Linked DNA regions of Muntiacus reevesi: region 1 is linked to region 2. A link is a contact called in public Hi-C data. All regions are on one chromosome and are shown on one strand. The core of a region is the stretch at or near the end of the contact, and the rest is flanking DNA. Distances in the headings are between cores, read along the strand shown.

Evidence for each region. Hi-C and Micro-C count contacts between places; a contact is called where the count stands out from the background.
Region 1: a Hi-C map of blood shows a contact between it and region 2, with 3 times the contacts expected there. The contact joins the promoter of ZNF691 here to the promoter of CFAP57 in region 2. A contact is called at or near these places in 2 of 3 Hi-C or Micro-C datasets (blood and muscle).

What each region holds. Positions count from the first base shown.
Region 1 is chr1:162,065,198-162,069,895 of mMunRee1.1, reverse strand. It overlaps ZNF691 (zinc finger protein 691), which reads left to right and starts at 3,177. Exons shown (of 2, transcript XM_065914865.1): 1 at 3,177-3,231. It overlaps ERMAP (erythroblast membrane associated protein (Scianna blood group)), which reads left to right. Exons shown (of 8, transcript XM_065912737.1): 8 at 1-667. The coding sequence ends at 667.
Region 2 is chr1:161,531,639-161,536,672 of mMunRee1.1, reverse strand. It overlaps CFAP57 (cilia and flagella associated protein 57), which reads left to right and starts at 3,729. Exons shown (of 22, transcript XM_065911616.1): 1 at 3,729-3,885. The coding sequence starts at 3,729. It overlaps EBNA1BP2 (EBNA1 binding protein 2), which reads right to left and starts at 3,339. Exons shown (of 9, transcript XM_065929628.1): 1 at 3,097-3,339; 2 at 2,930-3,013; 3 at 2,559-2,728; 4 at 1,842-1,965; 5 at 185-274. The coding sequence starts at 3,162.

The DNA.
Region 1 (4,698 bases), core at 1,928-4,427, 530 kb before region 2:
CAAGTGCGTGAAGCTTGGAGACATAAGGCAGCCCGTGCCCGACAATCCCGAGCGATTTGACTTCGTTGTCAGCGTCCTGGGCTCCGAGTACTTTGTAGCTGGCTGTCACTACTGGGAGGTGTCTGTGGCAGACAAGACCAAATGGGCCCTGGGGGTGTGTAGTGAGTCAGTGAGCAGGAAGGGGAAGGTCACGGCCTCGCCCGCCAACGGACACTGGCTCCTGCGACAGAACCAAGGGAATGAGTATGAGGCCCTCACATCCCCGCAGACCTCCTTCCGCCTGAAAGAGCCCCCAAGGTGTGTGGGGATTTTTCTGGACTATGAAGCAGGAGTCATCTCCTTCTACAATGTGACCAACCAGTCCCACATCTTTACTTTCACCCACAGTTTCTCCGGCCCCCTCCGCCCTTTCTTTGAACCTTGCCTTCATGATGGAGGAAAAAACACAGCACCTCTAATTATCTGTTCTGAACTTCAGAAACCAGAGGAATCAACTGTCCCCAAGACAGGAGAAAAAGGCCAGGCTAATGGAGATGTGGCCCTGCAGGTGGACCCTTTCTTGCTCCCTGCTCAGGCATCAGAGCTCGTCCCACTCAGGGATATGATCCTGTCCTTGTCCTCTGACCTTGGCCCAGCCCTTCAGGGGCTCAAGGTTCCTTCTTTCTAGGGATGGGCCTCATCACCTGATTCTCAGACTCTCTTGCCCGGTGCCCTGGATTTCAGTCTCCTGGCCCAGTGATTCTGGAGCATCTCCTCTCCTTTCCCCCAGCCCAGACCCCTTTGTGGTTTCTCTTGAACCACCTTTCTCCCAGGGCTCGGTTTTAGAACTTCTGGGAACTTGAAGTTTCCATTGCCCTGCAAGAATTCTTAAAAACCAAATGAACAATCAAATTAGGTTTAGGTGATGGTGTGGAATGTGTGTCACTGAGATATAGGGACTCTCTACTCAAGGGTCTTCTTAAAAGCACTTCATCCTGCCTCATCCTGCACTCAGGCTTGTAGTTATAAAGTTAGGATGCCCAGTCCTGACTTATTTATCACATCAAGAATCACTTTTCTCCTTTTCTCAGTTCAGGCTTCTAACCCCCAAGGACTGCTTTTTAAAAGTAAACTTCTTTTGGATCGCATACTCTTCCTTCTTTCTTCTGGAATATAGGGCAGAGGACCAGAGGGATTTAAAAAAAGAAAGTCACTGTTTTCTATTTCTTTGATGCTATCTACAGTATAGTTTGATGACATGTGGAAATAATATGTGTGCTTGTTAAGTCACTCAGTTGTGTCCAACTCTTGCAGCCCTATAGACTGCAGCCTACCAGACTCCTCTGTCCATGGGGATTCTCCGGGCAAGAATACTAGAGTGGGTTGCTATGACCTCCTCCAGGAAATCTTCCTAACCCAGGGATGGAACCTAGATCACCTGCAGTGAAGGCAGATTCTTTACCATTTGAGCCACTAGAGAATGTTTTCAAAGCTAACTTGGTGATAACCAGGTATGGGGACTTTAAACATGGTAGCCGTAATCTTAATTTTGAAAAACCTAAGGATCACCCTCAGGAAGATAGGAAGCAAGGCTTCATACAGAGTAGCCCAGCTGTGTGTGGCCTTGAAAAGTCAGCTGTGGGTGAGGCCGTGTGTTACACTGATCCTTTTGAATCCCCTCTGAGACTCAGGGAGGAATTTTTTGTTTGCTTTTGTACAGTCCTTAAATAAAAGCTTGGTATTTGTCATTTGGCATGCTCCTATTTTCATGGGGAATGAGAAGCTGTGGGGAAAGGCTTTGGGCTGGTAAGCAAAAAGCACATTACAGGACTGCTTTTGAAGAGCCTTGATTCCACCCAGGTGAGTTTAACCAGTTAAAAATAAAGCCACAGTTTTATTTCTGAGTCTGCCTTCTCAGTATTTCATTTATATCCATTTATAAAGTCATAGTGTATGTTGGGAATTTATATTTCACTCATCCGTATTTAGTTTCAAACATACTTTTGCGACTATCCCAGTCTTATAACTGATTCACATTGTTCACACTGACTGCACCCAAGAAAACTTACCAACAGGAAACAGAACTGACATTTGTGGTGGCAGAAGTATTACATATGTTAACTTATTTAATTCTTACAGTAATTCAGCCAGGGATTTTATAGGGGAAGGAAATAAGGTGGTAGAACTGGGATTATAAATCTAGTGTATCTATCTCTGAAGACAATACTCTTTTTTCTCTTTGCACTGAAATATTCTTGAAAATGTGAGAGGCTTGTAGAATTTTAGCCTACATATTTGATTAGATTTTTAAAAAATTAAACCTGAAAAAAAAAATCTTAATCCTGGATAGTGGTCTTGTTGTGTCTGAATTGATGAACAAAAGTCAAGTTTCACTAAGTAGCACTCAGAAAAATCCCTGTGCAGCGACTTCAGGAAACTGGAGGTGGTTCCTTGGCCAGGGAATGTTTAGCTTCTCCGACAAAGGTATTGGATTAGTTGATCTTTCAACTCCCTTTCAGGGGGAGGCATAAATTAGGACTACTGAATTAGCAGATATAAACTAGAATCCATAAAATAGATAAGCAACAAGTATTTACTGTATCTCACAGGCAATTACACACAATATCTTGAAATAACCTATAATGGAATATAATCAGTAAACAACAACTACCCCTCATCACAATGTTATACACCTGAAACTAACACAATATTGTAAATCAACTATAATTCATTATAAATAAATAGATTCCCTTCCAGTTTCCAAATCCTTTGACTTTAAATTATAAATCTCCAGTTGGGCACGGGATTCTGGATTCGGGGGATGTCTACAGAATCGCCAAGGGTGGCAAATTTAGAGTGAAGAAGAAACTCTGAATTCGTGACCCCTAGATCATGTAGGTTAGCGCTACATAGTCTACTACTTCCCACACTGGTGGCCCGCACTTTGGGCTTTAAACGCCGGAGCGCAGCAGGAAGCCCTCGACCTTACAGGGAATCCAGTTTCCACCACTAAATTCTAAACTTCTCAAATTTCTTCTCCGAGCCTATTATCTTCCACAGGACTACAACTCCCAGCAGGCCACACCAGGGATTCTTGCGTTGTGGCAGCCAGTATAGCCAGTAAAAAGGAAAGGGAATCCTCAGGAACCAATCCTGAAGAGGTAGGGCGGATCCTTCCCGGGTTCCGGTTCCGGCTCCTCCCCCCGGCTCAGCGAGGCGGTGCTGTTCCTGACCGGGAGACACTGGAACTAGGTGGGTTGGGGTCGGGCCGGAGGCCGCGGTGGCTAGGCGCTAGTGGCTTCGCGGGGAGCTCTCAGCTTAGTTCCTTTCCTCTCACCGGGCAGCCGGGGTTGTGGCTTTGTTCCGCGGACCCACTGGGGAGCAAACGGGGCCCTGTGTTCCCTCGTCCCAACTCCTGGCCCCTTCCCCCGGCCTGCCCGGCCAGCCTCTGGCCCCAAGCCCCTGCCTTCCCGCCCTTCTGTTGGCCTTTGAGTACCCAGTCCCGCTACCACTGACCATATCTTTGGCGTCAGCTTCTCCTTCTCTCCCACCCCTCCGGCCCCAACCCCGCCCGGCAGCTCTGAACCTAGCTCCTCTAGAACGCTCGTACCTCAGACTCCGCCCGGCTGCACACAACCCAACCTCTTGGGTCGGGTTCCCACCCTGACCAGTCTCCTCGGACCCTCTGACTCTTTTGGTCCTCTTCTCTCTCTGTCTCCTTATCCACCTCCCTTCTTCAGTTCGCAGTTCTTTCACACATTTCTCCTGATATTTCCAAGCTCCCCTCTTTCCTTCCTCCCTCCAAGCCTCGACTTGACCCTAACTAAAGGCCCTTCAGACCGCTTTCCAGCTTGGTCCCGTCCCTCTAACCCAGGCCCTTGGCCTTCAACATCTCTGATCACCAGCCCCATCTTCTTGACTCTTGTTAGACCTGACTCCTTTTCCACCGTCTCAGTCCCTTCCACCTGTGGTCCTGCCTGTACCTCTGAACCTCCCGCGAAGACAAGCGCCATGAGTCCCTTTCTCACCAAATCTCTGAAATGTGATATGGAAATGCTCTTTACCTGGCACTGTCTTCTTAGATGGTGGGTTCCCCATCTCTGTCAGTTCCAGTTTTGCTCACACATCCTGCAAGTCCTGACTAAAAGACTAGCTTTTCCATGAAGCTGCTTATCCCTGAACTCTTCAGGGAGATATGCCTGTGTCATCAGAATTTCCATGGGACTGTATTTATTACTGGTGTAGCGCTTAAAAGCTCTGACTTTGGAGCGATGGGCATGGCTCCCAGTTCTGCCACTCATTTGCTGTATGCCCTTGGGCAAATTACAAGTTTCTTGCTTCGCCTGGAACTTAACCTTCTACACTTGTATGACAGTTTCTGGAGTTGGTGGCCCATGACGCTGCACTGTACCGTAAAGTCTTTTAGGGTGGTGACTATAGTCTTAAATCTTATTCAGTCCAGTATTCAGGTCTGGGAAGAGTCGGAGCTTGGTATATTGTGGATTCTCAGTATAGTAGGATCAGTAGTGAGTGGAGGCTTTGTAACTCATTGCATAAAGAGAGATATTGGAGCCCTAGGTGGGATGGGCAGGAGTGAGAGGTAAATTAAGATCATAACCATTCACTCATACTTAAAAAATTTTGAGCACCAGGCCTTGTGCTGGAGACATTACCAAACCAGTCCCTGTCCACAAATTGCTTATAAACTGATAGTGGGAA
Region 2 (5,034 bases), core at 2,480-4,979:
TACTACTTCTGGTGACTCACAGGTGTCCAGGAGGGATTGTGTTTGTGGACACGAGCAGCCCATGCTGCTATGAGGGAGTAAACACACAAAGGAACACACACCAGGCACAGAACCAACTCAGACTAGGCAATCTACGGACAAACACCCTCGGCCCCATCCCAGCCCTGTCCATTGTCCTTCCCACCTTCTTTCCATATTTTCTAAGTGCTCGCAGCTGCTTAGCTTTTTCCGACTTCTCCATGGCGGCCTGCTTAGCCTGTAGTTTCTGTCGAATCTAAAAGACAAAATGTTGTCAGCTTATGTTAATTGAAAATGGCGTGGAAGCTGCTTAGGGTGCACTGCAGTAGGGAGCAGACACACTCTGGAGTTCTGCACACTGTGGAGCTCAAAGGAAACTTGGGAATCATCCACTCCAAGCCCTGTGTTTCACACACAAGGATAATAAGGCCCAAAGGCTAACACCTTTATCCAAGACACCAAAAGTCTTACCCTTGGAACCACAACATCAAGGCGACCTTCTTATTCCCAGTGTGCTGTTTGCTCTGTTAAACAAAACAGCTTGCTTGCCACTGAATCAGGAGAAAAGACTAACTTCTCTCCATCCATACCATCTGCAGACTGTGGTGAAAGCAGTATACAGCTTTAGCCTCCTTCTCCAGTAGACCATCTGCACTATAAAAACTCAAACTGATATCAGGTATCTAGCTATTTGCATTAAACATACACATTTCAGTTAAAGAATGAACAGTTATGACTTTGAATGTGCAGAAATGGGTCTGGGTTCATCTCTAGATTAGCTTTCTTGAATACCACTGAGACAAGAAAATCCAGCTTGAGATTCCAAGGGAACTATTTAAATATATCTTAGATTAGACGTTGGTAATTCTCTGCCTCCCAAAGTTGAATAAGGACCAAATTCTACATAACTGTCCAGTTCAGTCACTCATTCATGTCCGACTCTTTGCAAACCCATGGACTGCAGCATACCAGGCTTCCCTGTCCATCACCAACTCCCGGAGTTTACTCAAACTCATGTCCATTGAGTCGGTGATGTCATCCAGCCATCTCATCCTCTGTCATCCCCTTCTCCTCCTGCCTTCTATCTTTCCCAGCATCAGGGTCTTTTCCAATGAGTCAGCTCTTCACATCCAGTGGGCAAAGTATTGGAGTTTCAGCTTCAGCATCAGTCTTTCCAATGAATACTCAGGACTGATCTCCTTTAGGATGGATTGGTTGGATCCCCTTGCAGTCCAAGGGACTCACAAGAGTCTTCTCCAACACCACAGTTCAAAAGCATCAATTCGGTGCTCAGCTTTCTTTATAGCCCAACTCTCACATCCATACATGACTACTGAAAAAACCATAGCCTTAACTAGCCTTAACTTAGCTAACTGTAAATTATGCCAAATCTGAGCCATATATTAATCCTTCATTTTACAGCAGAGAAAAACTGAGGCTCAGAGAAAGTTAACTGTCTGCAAGTTATAATGCTGCCCCAGCAATGGCAAGAAAGAACTGTTGTCTTTTCCACACACCATGCCACAACCATGCCAGCTAGGAGATGCATAAAGATCATCTTTACCCTAGTGACCACACTTCTTACATTATCTTCCTCCCTTAACTGCTCATACTAGGAAAAAGTCAACCTTACATTTGTCCAACTGGTGTTGATTAGCATGAATCTGACATAGACAACTGAGATAATAATTGTCCTCTGACAGCTGGCTCCCTATTAATGTGCTTATGCCTTTGTTTGTTTGAACATTAAGGGAGACAAGCCAGCTGTATAGACTTAAGTACAAAGCCTCAGCCTTCCACAGAAAACCTTTTCCATTTCTTACCTTCTGCATCTGCTGATCAGACTTGGCCATCTCTGCAAAGTAATCCGCAGGCCGCTTGGTAGGCACTTTGAGCTGATGGAGGCGGGGCAGTACCGTAAGCACTGCCGCCTGGGCTTGACGGTAGCTGAGGATGAAGGACGAAGCGTGAAATGAGCTAAGGCAGAGAGGCCTTACATCCTTCTCACTGCCTCTCATAAGGTAGCCAAGGTCTAAGAGCCCACAACACCTGACCTCCACCAGCAAGAACACACACACACACACACAAAAATGGTAATGAAACCTCATTAACTCATTAGGAGAAATCTTTTAAAAGGGGTGGGGAGTATTGCTTAAAATGAATTAGTAGTTTAATAAAATGACCACTTTAGAAGTGCTCACTAACTTACAAACGCCAGTTACACATTCTTATTTAGTCACTAAAAAAAAAAGTCCATAAAAGGATCCCGCATAAGAAACTTTTTGTTTTCATAATCAACTGCACAAAAAACTTTAAAACTTAATATTTGAAAATAAACTGGACTTTAAATTGTGACTGCTGGACCACGGGGTTTTTCTCTCAACCACGGAGCATCTCCTACTCTTTAGTCCAAAGAAGCTTTCCTCCCTACTCCCAGGCTTAGGACACCTCGGAGGAACACAAGCTCACGGCCTCGATCCTCTTCCCCACTCTCTAGCACAGGGACCCACAACCTTTCACACACTAGAAAACATACATACAAGTTCATCTCACGCTTAAAGTCATCTTCTGGATCAACAGCTTTCGGATCCTGGTTCTGAGATGTTGACTGAGGTCCACTGATTTCTGGTACCGGACCCAGGGTAACATCAAGCCTTTCAACCCATTCCAGATCCCGCTTGAATTCAGCCAAACACTGCTTCAGGCCATTCTAGGAAATTCAGACACCAAGCTCACAGAAAGGTAACAGGCCAACAAACGAAGTGCCAACCTCCAAGACCCCGACAGGTAGTTGACCCTCTTGGCAATGCGCAGGATGTCTTTCCTGGAACTAGAACGCAGTCTCTGGAGCACAACAGTGCCTCGCGCGCCTCCCAAGTCTAGCATCCTCCGACCGGGCCCCCGAACTCACCACGTCATTCACGGCCTTCTTCGGCCCCTCTAGCACCACGTTGAGGCCTGGCTTTAGAAGCCCTCGGGAAAACGCATCCTGCAACTACAAGGCACGTTCCGCGGTGAGAACGGGAGAGTGAGGAGCCCTCTCCCTCGCGCAGCCCCGCGAACTCGGATGATACCTACCTCTCTGTCGGTGACAAGAGAGTCATCAGAATCGGAGTCCGAACCTGAGAGCGGGGGGGTGTCCATCTCACCACGCGCGAGTCCACACCCACCGAAGGAAGCGGAGTAGCCCGAGACGCCCGCGCCTGGAAAAGGGCGCCCCTCGCCGCGGCGGGTTTGCAGCCCCCTGCCCTCCTGCCGCGGACCCACGTGGACTCGAACCGCACCGGAGCAAACAGCTGCTCCTGAGCTCTCTGAGCAAAAGACTTCCGCTTCCGGGTGCTGACAGACTTCCGGCTTGCCGTTGCTATAGGAACCGCTCCGGCGTCGGGGAGTGCCGGTTGCTTCGGATTCGTAGGGGCAGTACCCTGGACACACGCGTGGTCTGGTGATCCAGAGAGCAGAAGCTTACAGGTGGGAGAGATCTCTGGGGGTCGTCCAGAGGAGCAGGAAGCCGCGAGGGCGAAAAGAACGAGCAGACGCAGGAGCTGGGTCTGGGGCACCGGGCGAGTTTGCTAAGGGGAGGGGGCGGAGGAGCAGTTCGGGGGCGGACCCACGGGCGTGTCGCGGGGAGGGTGCGGCAGGGTGGGCGGGGTTTCGCGTTTCTCCTTGCTCACCAGCTGCGTTGCATCTTTAGCGGAACTACCCGGACCATGTCCACTGTGGTAGCTCAGTCGCTGCATGTTTTTGGTCTTCGATCCCACGTGTCCAACAATGTCTTCTTCTTCGATGAACAGATCATTATATTTCCTTCAGGAAATCACTGTGTGAAGTACAATGTGGATCAGAAATGGCAAAAATTCATTCCAGGTAAAACTGTTTCCAATCTGACACCTAGGTAACCATGTGAACCAAATATAACACCGTAATCCCAATAGGACGATTGAAAGAAAACTTTTTTGTCCAACTTGACTATACATATAGTTTTATAAATGTAGAAGAAATACATGTCTACTTGCCTTATTTTAATGTATAGATTAATGAATCATACATACTTAAAGTCACATGTAAAATCATGTTAATTTAAAGGTACTTATTTTCACTGTGATCTAATGGAAAAAAATTCTTTTGAAGAGTTTCATGCATCTTCATTATCACTCTCTTTGTCATCACCAAGGCTGCTTTTTTACTTCTCTTTACAGTTTTCTAGAGTACACCACTTTCATTACAGACCTTTTGAATCCATTTATGATGAAGCCACTGGAGATTTTACCCCAGGTCAGAAATAACCATTTGTGTACTGTAACATTTGGTTTTGTTCACATTGGTCCTGCAAATGATATATATGATTTCCACATCTTAGACACTCTTTTCCACTGTTTTCTGCACTCAACCTGTTTTATTGTGACATGCATACAAGAGACTGTATACTACATATTTGTAGTATTTAAAAAACTATAGTAAAATGAAAATCTGCAAATCTACCAAAAGGAGAGCAAATAATACAGTACCAGTTCCTGTGTTTCTCCCTGACATCATTCATCTCACATGTGCCCACTCTCACGCCATCCTGTAATTATTCCCTTATTTCTCTGTATAGTTTTACCACATATTTAACTGTGTGGCCTTATGTAAGATATTGTTTTTGTTTGTGCTACCTTCCAACTTCGTATAAATGTAATGGTAGTGTATGTATTCTGTGACTTGCTTCTCTTGTTTAACAACATACTTCGAGATTCATGCATTTTGTACATGTTAACTGAGTTCTTTTTATTACTATGCAGTATTCCCTCATGTGATTCTAGTGTCTCAAATATATTTATCCATTCTAGTGTTGATGGACATTTGAGAATCAACATTTTTTTTTTTTTTTTTTTTTGCTTCTCTGGTGGCTCAGATGGTAAAGAATCCGCCTGCAGTGAGGGTTCGATCACATTGGGTTCAACTTGGGTTTGACTGCTGGGTTGGGACGATCCCCTGGAGAAGGGAACGACTACCCACTCCAGTATTCTGGCCTGG